Linked DNA regions of Danio rerio: region 1 is linked to region 2. A link is a contact called in public HiCAR-type data. All regions are on one chromosome and are shown on one strand. Each heading gives the region's core, a stretch centred on a gene start, on an enhancer-like site or on the middle of the called end of the contact. The rest is flanking DNA. Distances are from core to core; before and after follow the strand shown.

Evidence for each region. HiCAR-type assays count read pairs that join an accessible place to other places.
Region 1: a HiCAR-type map of caudal fin shows a contact between it and region 2, with 4 times the contacts expected there. The contact joins the promoter of cdc42bpb here to the promoter of vipas39 in region 2. A contact is called at or near these places in 5 of 18 Hi-C or Micro-C datasets (caudal fin, embryo, hematopoietic stem cells and 2 more) and 2 of 4 datasets of contacts at active chromatin or transcription factors (caudal fin and embryo).

The regions. Positions count from the first base shown.
Region 1 is chr20:20,983,269-20,990,189 of GRCz12tu, reverse strand. It overlaps cdc42bpb (CDC42 binding protein kinase beta (DMPK-like)), which reads left to right and starts at 4,671. Exons shown (of 36, transcript NM_001045125.2): 1 at 4,671-4,867. The coding sequence starts at 4,693.
Region 2 is chr20:20,829,295-20,835,338 of GRCz12tu, reverse strand. vipas39 (VPS33B interacting protein, apical-basolateral polarity regulator, spe-39 homolog) reads left to right here and starts at 3,543. Exons shown (of 19, transcript NM_001001836.1): 1 at 3,543-3,572; 2 at 3,904-3,996. The coding sequence starts at 3,904. It overlaps LOC566974 (serine/threonine-protein kinase pim-3), which reads right to left and starts at 4,232. Exons shown (of 5, transcript XM_068215630.2): 1 at 3,860-4,232.

The DNA of each region.
Region 1 (6,921 bases), core at 3,422-5,921, 150 kb before region 2:
CTCTCTGCTTATAAAATATTGAAGAGCTACGAACACAATTCTGTCTCCCAGAGCTGTCAGCAATTCTACTCTGATGGAGAAAAAAGCTCAATAGGAGGTGCAAAACGGCAGGATACAAATTACCTCTCATTTTTACCAACAGAGGTCAGTCTTTTCAAAGTTTTACTGTGTGTCGTATGGCAAGCCGAAGTATTCGCAAGTAGGCTGGTGTCTAACTAGTACCAAAATAATGTCAATAATTTTATTGGTTTAACAGATGAGTTTAGGTTTAGTATAGCTTATTGTCCTATTTAAAGCTCATCATCTGAAGAAACATTGCATATAAGATCAACACAAAATGAAAAGTTGCTGTCTTGGTTGTAATGTTTTAGGAAATTACTTGCCTTAAAGGGTCTTTGATTATAAGTCAGTATAAGTGAATAGATTTATACTTGTAATAATCAAAGACCCTTTAAGACAAGTGATTTCACTTGGTGGCCATCTTTGAAACACCTCACAGGCAGTATGCTCAGGCATTCTGCCTGAATGAGAAAACATCAAATTATCCAAAACTGTTTGCCAAGCCTACAATTACATTACATATTTGGAATCAGCAGTAAAATAAACGACAAATGTCTTGTAAGTTTAATTTCTAAACGTCTTAGTCAAACAAAATCTGCATATTTTCAGGTTCTCTGAGCTAAAACGCATGTGCACTCAATAAGAACGAGATCACGACACCAACCTCATTTGTGGCTGTTTTAGACATTATCATCCTCTGGGTAATGATCGTCTGATCGCATTGCTCTTCTAAAGTTATTCACAAGTTGGTCTTAAAGGTGAATCTTCTCCAGAAATGACAGCGACTCTTTGTTTACAAGTTTGTGGGTGTTTAAGTAGTTGCTGCTGTCATGTGATGTGTGTTTGGCAGGACGGACTGTACCTTGCTTTCGTTTCATACAGATTGCATAATCAAAAAAAACTTTTGCTTTCAAGTGCACTTTGTTCATTTAAAAGTACAGATTTATGTGGATTTATTCTTATGTCAGTAGCTATGTTCCCATCTAAAAATGTGAATTAACTTTATGTGCAAAACTGGATTATCGCATAGAAGATGTGTGAATAAAGCAGCAAGTCAAAGTGAACAAAATCGTCACTTCCTGATTATCTAGCGCCAAATGTCAACAGTAAAAATGTAATTTCCTGCAGTAAGAGAAGCTGCATGAATCTTTTCTTCATTTATTAAATGTCTTGTGCCTCAGAAGGCAGAGCACTTGAGACTTGTAGCACAGACACTCTCGATTTTGGAGGTCATTATAATAATATATTAAAAATAATACTGAAAGGCATTTTAGAATGACCAAAACAAAATTTCAGATGTTTTACAATGTGCTCAGCCTCCTTGTTTGTTTATTCACTCACATGATCTCTTATAACAAAATCACATGACCTTTTTTTATGCGCATACTGAAATTAGTTTGGTAAAAGTGTTTCCATTGCACTTTAAGCTCATCTTTACTTATCGAATAAAAAGTTTATCCTACTCAGTTATGTGCATGTATTTTTTGGATGCACATTGGATATGTGCATATTTTTTATGCACATATCCAAAATCTGCATAAAAATAGGTGGATGGAAACGTAACTTGTGAAGCAAGTATTCACTAAGATTCCAATGCGTTTGTTGACCACCAAACTGTCATAAAAGCACACGTCTGGTCTGAGCTTTCTCCCTGGAGAAACGTCAGTCCATAGCGATCAATGATTGGCTCAAGCAGGCTTTATTCTCCATATTTCCCATTACACTTTCCCCCTTTCAAATAGTGACATGTTTTGTGTATTCTATCATCTTTATTATAATCAAGGCATTTTAATTACTTTCTTAGAAGCAAAGTTTCCTGATTTTTACGCAGGAATGAGAGATTTTTCATCTGCCTTAGTTCACTGTGTAACTATAAATATTATAGCTTTAAATATGAATATTATCGAAACTCTTTGGTTCTTTTTGAGTGAGATGCTAATGGTCTAAACCGATATATTGATTTATGTTAAACTAAGCTAAGCTACTCCTGCCATACTTGGGGATTGGATGAATGCATTAATAAATGGTAAAATTCAACTTAAGGGGAGTAAAATGAGCCTATTTTCAAAATTGTTGAGTGTTCTGTACTAATGTTAGTACAAATGAAGTAGTGGAATTTAACTGAAAATATGGAGATACTATGTTTTAGATAAAATGTTAAAATGGCTTGCCATAATGGTATAACTGGTTTTGTCTGTGAATATTCTGCAGCTGGATTTGTGTGGAAATCTGTTAAAAATGTCTGTGAAATAATGAAAAGAAAAAAACAGTCACAGATGTGTTTATTAAAGTATATTATAAAGTGATTTAAAATGTGGAATATAGGAATGGAAAAAAAGCATAATGTTTAATCAACGTTAAACATTTAATACCCCCCCCAGCTCTAAATAAACCAACGAGTAGGCTATTACTGGTCTAAACAATCACCGAACGAGTAAAAATGGCAATAATAATGATAACTGATCATTAATAACCATAAGAACAAATTACAGAGTAGGTGAAAAGGTCACGCTCATGTCCGAATGCACAGACAGTCATAATCATTCTGACTGAATGGAGCTGCAATTACTGTGAGAGGCTTTATAGAGGTTAAGTCTTTTGTGTGCCCCTTACACTGGTGAGGGCTTGGCACATTGTCTGCATTTTTACAGTGCTTGACGAATGAGGAATCTTGCTATATTTCTGAGATCACAATAACAAAACTACCATTTGAGCAGCTCTGTAGAATACATATTTAAATACATATAAAAATGGATTCATTCATTCATTTTCTTTTCGGCTTAGTGCCTTTATTAATCTGGGGTCGCCACTGCGGAATGAACCGCCAACTTTTCCAGCATATGTTTTCCACAGCAGATGCCCTTCCATTGGCAATCCATCTCTGGGAAACATCCACACACACTCATACTCTACTGACAATTTAGCCTACCCAATTCACCTGTACCGCATGTCTTTGGACTGTGGGGAAAACCGGAGCACCCAGAGGAAACCCACACAAACACGAGGACAACATGCAAACTCCACACAGAAATGCCAACTGACCCAGCCGTGGCTCGAACCAGCGACCTTTTTGTGAGAGGCGACAGCACTACCTACTGCATCCCTGTGTCAGCCTTAATAAATATTTACATGTTTAATTTAAAATTATTTTAAAAAGTAGAAAGTAATTAGAACACCAGAGAAAAACAAACATACATTTGCTAATCAGGGGCAGATTTAATCAATATGCAAGGTAAGCGGCTGCTTGGGGCTCCAGGATATCAAGGGGCCCCCAATAAATATCTTGAAGTATAAATTATACCTATAAACTATATATAACATTGTTTTCTATCACATTTTGTATAACAGTTATGCAAATAAAATTATTAGGTAATTAAATGTTATTTTATATACAATAAAATATACTATTAATATTACTATGTTATGTAATAATAATACTACTAAAACATATCCACCACCATCAATCATGGAGCCATATATATATATATATATATATATATATATATATATATATATATATATATATATATATATATATATATATATATATATATATATATATTTATTTATTTATTATTTTTGTTAATAGTAAATTCATTTTAAGCAATCTAATTATTTAAAATGTAAAATTGTAAATGTATTAAAAAAGTTTTTTTTTTTTTTTTAAGTAAAACATGTAAATGTATTGAGATAAAACGTAGAAAAGAATATATAGTGATAGTGATATAGTGACAAAATAAATACAAATTAAATAAAAGTAGAAAGGATACATTTCAGAACTTGGGGCCCCCAAATCCCTAAATCCGCCACTGTTGCTAAAATCTGTAAGCTCTTCATTCACGGAGTTCCCTGTTGAACCGAGTGTTTGGGTCTGGTCAACGAGAGGACGCTTCGGCTGTTTTCAGTGCATATGAGCTCCTGATGAGGTCAGTGCTCGCCGCCTCCCGGTGTCAATCAAACCATGGCGTCACACACATATCCCCAGCGTTTCCGGTGCGGGTGGGCGGGGCTCCGCTATCCCGGGTCTGGATTCTTCATTCGGGAACGCTAGACAAGGCTGAACACGAATGCAGCCATATTCGGCTTCGCGGAGCAGCACACCGGCTAGTCCCGCTCACACTCGAGGATTCGCCTACCTCGAGAAATCACCCAGTTTTGTGGGGGGCGTGTTTATGTAGGTCCAAGGTGTGTGTAGTTCTTCGTTTATTCCTGAAGAATTCCAGCTGAGCGGAATGAGCGTCCAGTCATCCTGAGATTCGACGGGAGAAAAAGCCCCGACACATCCCGCAAAGTGGAAAGTACAGATTTGTCCGGATTAAGGCGAATGGAGCCGACGGGGCCTCAGGAGTGAGGAGGGGGGAGGAAAGGCTGGAAACCGGCGGACAACAGCGGGGTTAGGCGCATTAGGGCTTCGTTTATCTCAGCACAATGTTGGGCACATTTTGCTAGCTGGCTAGCTGGATGGCTGGCTAGCAGTTGGAGTCTGGGACTTCAGAGCTCCACACGTTTTGGCCAGATAAACACCAACTGTGTGTATTTATAACGCGAATACCGGTTATATTAAATCCGACAAGTGTTATTTCACATCTTCTGGCTCTGGGAGTGGTAGCCAGGCCGCTAAATTGGTAGAAAATGTCTGCGAAGGTGCGCCTGAAGAAGTTGGAGCAGTTGCTGCTGGATGGCCATCAGAAAAACGACAAGTCACTGAGTGTGGAGACACTGCTGGATATTCTCATATGTTTATACAACGAGTGCAGCAACTCGCCCTTAAAACGGGAAAAACATGTGACGGACTTTTTGGAATGGGGTAAGTTGATGGATTTGAGTGCATTAGTGACCGCGTTCGGGGATGAAAATCTGTGCGTGTGCCTTTAAGACCTGTTTATCTGTTATTACATTTGCCTTAATCACCCAGCTGACTTCAGGCTATTGTCAAAATTGCTGCCGTGACATTTGCTCTTGGGATTCCTGGCCTCGTTGTTTGGACGATACTGCTTGACGTGTTGTTGTTCCAGTTGAAGTACTCAAAAACAAGGATTTATATGAGCTTATGGTGGATAGTATAGGGTTGGGCAGCTGATGCAAAGTAGATGCTGCTGAAGTTGCATCTGCTTATAATAATTTATATATATATATATATATATATATATATATATATATATATATATATATATATATATATATGTGTGTGTGTGTGTGTGTGTGTGTGTGTGTGTGTGTTGATATTATATATTAAGATAGGAAGAGTTCAGATGCAAAAACCTTTAAATATCATCTGAAATTCTCTCCTAACATGAGCATTTTTCGCAACCTCCTATGTTTATGTTCTAGTATTTCACTGAAGGCAATGAAAAGAACGTATTTCTCACTTTAAGAGCAAAATTTCTACACGCAAGAGTCTTAGAAGGATTTAAAGTTTTTTGCATCTAAACCGTTTGTGTGTGTGTGTGTGTTTATATATATATATATATATATATATATATATATATATATATATATATAATAGGTATGATAACCTAATCATATATGGGTATGATAACCTTGGATAAAAATATCACGGTTTCACGGTATTGTGCTCACTGCTCTAAAAGATATTCTTTTTCAATGTCTGAGTAAAAAAACAACCAATTTTTCCCCTTTGAAAACAATATATTTTATTTTTTGAAAGTTTATAATATTTTGGAGCAGTAAACATGGCAGGCTAAATAATCAAAATGAATCATAGACTTCTGCTGTCTTCATTTGTTTCAAAAACACAGATTTCTTTACATTTTAAAATGGCATCTTTGGATATTTTTTCTGCTGGAAATAATGTTGTTGTAAAAAAAATGTAAATAAAAATCTTACTTATACCTTAGGAACTGTATTACAGAAAACTTTGTCGGTTTTAAAACCTTGACTTTTAAACCGCAGTATTCCTTGAAAACGGTTCTCGTCCGATGCCTAATATATAGTATATATTGTCATATATTGTTTACGAAGATGTAAAAAGAAATCTCAGTAGTGTGGGCAAAATGTAATGTTTAAAAAGTAAAGATTTGTAGTGAGTCTAAATTAATAGTTAGAAAAAACTGTATACTGTATATTAGGGTCCTTCTATGAAGAGAAAATCATCTATTTTTCCCAAAATCATACATATTTTTAATGACAAAGACATAAGATTATCTACAGAAGTAGATTATATCATGTAATAGTATTTACATTGTTTAACAGAAATGCATGTAAATGTAAGTTGTCACTATATTTCTAAATAATAAGTCTCTCATTTTATTATGATTTTACTAAAACAATTAAAGTATGTGTTATCCATTAAACCCTAGTTTCTTTGCTCTATTAAAAGTTAATCTCGCAACATTAATGGTGATTAAAAAAAACAATGAGAGATTTTTCAGCCATAAGACACCTGTACCTTGGCCTGACAATGAAAAAAGTGAAAGTATAAACTGTCACTCAGGTGAGAGAAGGTATGAAGACTATTGTGCACAACATGTTTTGTATCATCTTCGTAATTTGGAGTTTTTGTCACCTATCGTACAGTTGGCTTCACAGGGTAATGTTCCTGATAAACTTCCGGCAAACAAGTTGGACTTTGTTTTCAAGGGCGATGCAAATGTATCACTTCATAAACTCTGGGGATGTTGATTTATGTTGATGTTCTTATATTGATGTTGTTGCTATAGTCATCTCCATTTGCATGTGGGTGATGCTCATTAATCAGTTTGACAAGATAACCATTCAGTCAATGTGGTCTTTAAGAGTCACGCGCTTCCCTGTAGTAAACAGGAATGCATTGGGTGGGATGCCCCTTATTCGGGCTCTTCCTGGTTCTGTTATTTGTGTTTGGCTTTCACTGTGAGTGGA
Region 2 (6,044 bases), core at 2,294-4,793:
TTTTGCATTCCATAGCAAACAGTATATGTGTAAAATTTGTTTTTTAAATAAAAAGTCTTAAAATGTAAAAAACTTGTATAAAAAAAACAACCCATAATGTAAATAAGTTGTCATTTAATAAGAATTTGGTAACTCAATTTTGACAAAAATGTCAGATAGAACCTTATAATTCTAAGGTGACGATATGTCTACAAGTTTAGTTGTTAACTAAAACAACACCCTTTTCAAATCACCTCTCCAAAATGATACTCTTGCATTTATACAAAATACATCTACTGTTCCAAATAACATAACGTTGTGGTGAAAAATTGTGCTTGTAGATCAGTTTCCACGCCAACAAGGCTTGAGCATGAAAAGCAGAGCTTCACTGGCAATTTCTCAATTTTATTAACGCATAATAATGTAAAGGAAAGACCTCCAAGTGGGTCAAAAATACAATTGGGAATAAAATTCCAGAGAGAAGGTTTATTCAAATTCATTTTAAGAGTATTATTTACAGAAGAAAAATCCAAAAAGTGAAGACCCCTATTTTTAAGGGAATTTAAAACAACAGACTTACGGTATGTATAGTGTACACGATTCTTCCATAAGAAATTAAATAAAGTATCAATGGACTTCACTGTTTTATTATCTAGATATATGGTTGAAGCAAAATAGGTTATTCTAGAAATTTCGTCTGCTTTTGAAAGAAGAACTCTGCCTCTTTATACCCGCACGCTCTGCATTGTTTGCGTGTTGCAGGCTACGTAATTACGTAGGATTGCATGTTTTTGGCTGGACCATAGACATATTAAATACTTTATATTTATATTAATATACTCACTCTCTCTCTCTTTATATATATATATATATATATATATATATATATATATATATATATATATATATAGAGAGAGAGAGAGAGAGAGAGAGAGAGAGAGAGAGAGAGAGAGAGAGAGAGAGAGAGAGAGAGAGAGAGAAATGTTTTTATAAATATATATAAATAATATATATTAATTTATTATCTATAGGCGGAACCACAGGCTGGGCCACTTAAAGGGTTAATTCTAGGTTGCATGTGGCCCACGGGCCGCCAATTGAATATCCCTATGTCATGTCACATATTAAACAGTTATTGTTTTAAGTTTAAAATTATTCATTTAAAGTTACATTTTCTGTATAAATTTAATACATTTTTATAAATTAATTTTTGTATATATATTTTGAAAATGTGTTTAAATATATACACATATACTTAAACATACACACAATACTAGGACAACTTACATTTATGCAATTGGAAAGTTGAATGTGGTTAGCAATGTCACCTCACAGCAAGAAGGTCACTGGTTCGAATGCTGGCTGGGCCATGAGGCGGTTTTGTGTGGAATTTGCATGTTTTCCACCCGTGTGCATGAGTTTCCAAAAGACATGCAGTAGGTGAATTGGCTAAACGTGAATTGGCCATAGTGTATGCGTGTGGGAGAGAATGTATGCGTGTTTTCCATTATAGTGCACTGCACACTATATAATGTTTCCAGTGCTGGGTTCTGGATGGACAGGCATGCGCTTCATACAACACATGCCTGAGTAAAAGGTGGTTCATTCCACTTTGGTGACCCCTGATACTATAAATCCGGGACTAACCAAAGGAGAGTGAGTGAGTATGCCAGTTATAAAATTTTGCTGTTTTGCTGTAAATTCTAGTATTTTATGTATTTATATATTATCAGAATGAGCTTTATTCGCCAAGTGTGCGCAAACATACAAGGATTTTTTTTTCAGGAGCTCAGGGTATATACAGTACATGCATATCAATACAAGAACACAGAATGACATTTAAATAAGTGGAAAATAAAAGATTAAAAATTATCTCTCTCAATATATATATATATATATATATATATATATATATATATATATATATATATATATATATATATAGAGAGAGAGAGAGAGAGAGAGAGAGAGAGAGAGAGAGAGGGAGAGGGAGAGGGAGAGGGACAGACAGACAGACAGATAGTTGGAATCAAAACCAACTGATTTTTTTTTTATTAAGCCTATAAACAGTGTATACAATTTATACATACATCAACAAATAGGCAGATCATCTTTAACAATGAAGAAAAAGAAAAAAAAAAGAAGAAACAGCTAAACACAGGGGGTATATAAAAAATACATATTGAAAAGGCAAAATTTACTCATTAAACATAGGGAAAGAACCGGAGACAGATGAAGTTTTAAGAGCCTTTTGGTTATGAGTCAATTGAATCTGAATTGAATTTAGCAAGCAGCAAAATTAAGTTCACCACATACAACTGTTTACTTTTAGGTTGTTCATATTCAGTAAAGCCCAAGACTTCATGTTTCCAATACAAAGTACATTTACTATCAATTTTACTTCGAGTAAAATTCAAGACATTTTTTCCAAAATATTTTTGTAAGTGGACAGTACCAAAAAGAAGAAAAACCAGTTCAAAACAGTCATCACAAAAGGAACAGTTGGAGGAGATATCACTTTTATATTTTTTCATTTAATGACGGTCCGGATAGAATTTATGAATTATTTTATAAGAAATCTCTTTTACTGTATTTGTTAGAAAATAACTATGAGGAAGCATCCATACCTTTTTCCAACAAATATTATCCACTGCATTATTCCAATAAGCAGTCACACCTGGTAGACTAATACTACTCTGCTGAAATAATAAACGGATTATCCTATTATTATTTTACAGGGAGAAGCAAAACATAACCTTCCAATATAAGAATCGACCAAATTAAGTGAAATTTGCGATAAAGTGACGGTACCTCTTAATAGAGAAACAAGACCAGATGGGATACATCCCATAACTACAGAAAATTCTTTTGGAGAAACAGGAAATTGAAAATGTTCTAAATTCTTTTTATGAAAATAGTAGACCTTTGAAGTTTATTAATTGGCCAATCAACAGTATATCTTTATCTAACCAACTTTTTAAAAATATAGATTTATTCTTATACATAACATTCCCGTTGTTCCAAATAAAAGACAGATGGGGTGAAAAGTTGTGCTTTATCAGTGTCTAAGCTAGGAGTACTTGTTTATGAAAATCATAATATAGCTGGTAGCTTTTCAATTTTAAAGTTACACATGAGAAGAAACTCATGGAATAAAATTCCACAAACATGTTGTTTTTTTTCCTAAACTGCTTAAGCCAATTAACCTTGAATGTGTAACTTAAAGTGCTAAAATCCAAAAAATTCAGAGAACCAACAGAATTATTAGCCCCCCTGTTTATTTTTTCCCCAATTTCTGTTTAACGGAAAGACGATTTTTTAAACACATTTCTAAATATAATAGTTTTAATAATTCATTCCTAATAATTGATTTATTTTATCTTCTCCATGATGACACTAAATAATATTAGTATATAATATTTCCAAGACACTACTATAAAGGCTTAACTAGGTTAATTAAGTTAACGGCAGGTTAAGGTCTTTTATCCTTTACCAGTCAGACTTTTATTTTGGCGACATGTTGGAACCAGGAAGTAGTAGCTAACAAATCTGACGTTTCATGGGTTGATTTTTTTCACTGTAATATTCCGAAGGTAAGTCTGTATCGAGATTATAAAACCATAACGATACGTTTGTTTCATAAACATCCAAATCGCAGCATTGTATCAACGCACAGGAATGAATGTTTTTAACATTACACGTTACATTAGCGAATCATGAAACGTCGTATTGACAGTTTCTGACAACAGCAGAGTATAAGGATAATAAATTAAGAGACAGCTGTGTTAAGTGCGTCGGTTAGGAGCTGATCAAGTTTAGACACATCTGTGAATAAAAAGTGTGTGTTTAAAGATCAGAGTGTGTTGATGCAGTGAGAGACCTGCAGCTCCTGCTGTTTGCTCAATTCAGTCAGTGTGTTTTCAGATGACACGAGCCAAACCTGAGGATGATGAGTACTGGAACAGCTCCAAATTCAAAGCCTTCACCTTCGATGATGAAGACGATGAGTTTTCACGGGTGAGTTCAGCGTCTTTCTGTGGAGCATTATCGTTTTTTTTTAACCACAGTATCATTACTGAACTGTATGGCCCTGTCACTCCTAAATGCTTATTATTTAATATTATAAAGACAACAAGAGCTTTTCAAAAGTAATTTGTTAGCTATTGAACTGCTCTAAACACTACCGGTGTTACGGTTTAACTGGTGACCGTGTTAACTGGTGTCCCTTTCCAGATGTAAGCTATTCACGTTTCCAGATTGGCAGATTCGTCACTTTTTCACAGCAACAAAACATGTCCATACCAAATAAAGATTCTCATTACTTGGTGTCAGTGTCATTGTGTGCATTATTGATTTTAATATCTGTGTAGCAGAACAGTATATAACCAAAGTAAATAAAAAAAAAAATAATTAGAATTGACATGTCTTTAACAGGATTCGAACCCGTGTAGTGAAAAGGTTTAGTACACGTATCAGTCAACTTATCTAACTGAGCTACTCAGAACTTCAAACGAAACGGTCTGTTTTAATATCTTTGTCAGTTAACATGCCTTGCTGTGGTTGTGGACCCGTGTTAACATGTTTCCATCGATGTTAACATGTTTACATGCTGTTTAGTTACATGTATTCGCGTTAACGTGTTTCTACAAACTCTCCCGCTGATAGAATAGCTCTCTGTGACTAAACGATGCTTCATCAGTTGCTCAAACCATGTTTTTTCTTAGTTCTAGACTCATGTCTACCTGTGCCTTTGGAGTCGTGTTAACTCGTGACCCATGCTCATACATGTAACGTAAATAAAGATTTTATCCAAAAAAATGATACAATGACGATATTATTATGCAACATATTATGTCTAATATATATAATATATATTTCATATATAATATTATGCAACAGAATATTAATTGAAAATCGCAACATTTCAATGTATGATCTTGGTCACATCTGTATCAAGGTACTTATGAACATGATTTGGCTACATGCGATAAAATTACTAAAAGCTGCTAAGCCTTACATTTCATCAGTGCTTGATAGCTCAATTAGATAGCACGTATGTTCCAATCATGCTTCTCTTTTGTTAGTAGGTTCGAATCCACATACGAGTTTTGTTTATGTAGCCTGATTTTTTTAATTCTCTTTAAAATAAAATGTGGGGGGGGGGACTGCGATTTATAACGTATGCTTATTTAGTGGAACATCGTAGTCATTTAGAGCTATTCTGAGAAAACACAGCTCGTTTAACTTTGTAGACACAGACTAACACGAGTCAATGTGACTATTATATTCTGATTGCATAATATTCTAATATTCTGTTGCATAATATTATATATGAAATATATTATATATATATTAGACATAATACCTTGCTTAATAATATCGTCATTGTATCATTTTTTGATAAAATCTTTATTTACGTTACATGTATGAGCATGGGTCACGAGTTAACACGACTCCAAAGGCACAGGTAGACATGAGTCTAGAGCTAAGAAAAAACATGGTTTGAGCAACTGATGAAGCATCGTTTAGTCACAGAGAGCTATTCTATCAGCGGGAGAGTTTGTAGAAACACGTTAACGCGAGTACATGTAACTAAACAGCATGTAAACATGTTAACATCGATGGAAACATGTTAACACGGGTCCACAACCACAGCAAGGCATGTTTTAATTGACAAAGATATTAAAACAGACCGTTTCGTTTGAAGTTCTGAGTAGCTCAGTTAGATAAGTTGACTGATACGTGTGCTAAACCTTTTCACTACACGGGTTCGAATCCTGTTAAAGACATGTCAATTCTAATTATTTTTTTTATTTACTTTGGTTATATACTGTTCTGCTACACAGATATTAAAATCAATAATGCACACAATGACACTGACACCAACTAATGAGAATCTTTATTTGGTATGGACATGTTTTGTTGCTGTGAAAAAGTGACGAATCTGCCAATCTGCAAACGTGAATAGCTTACATCTGGAAAGGGACACCAGTTAACACGGTCACCAGTTAAACCGTAACACCGGACGAGGTTGACAGGTCTGTATAACAAACCAGCCCAAAGGC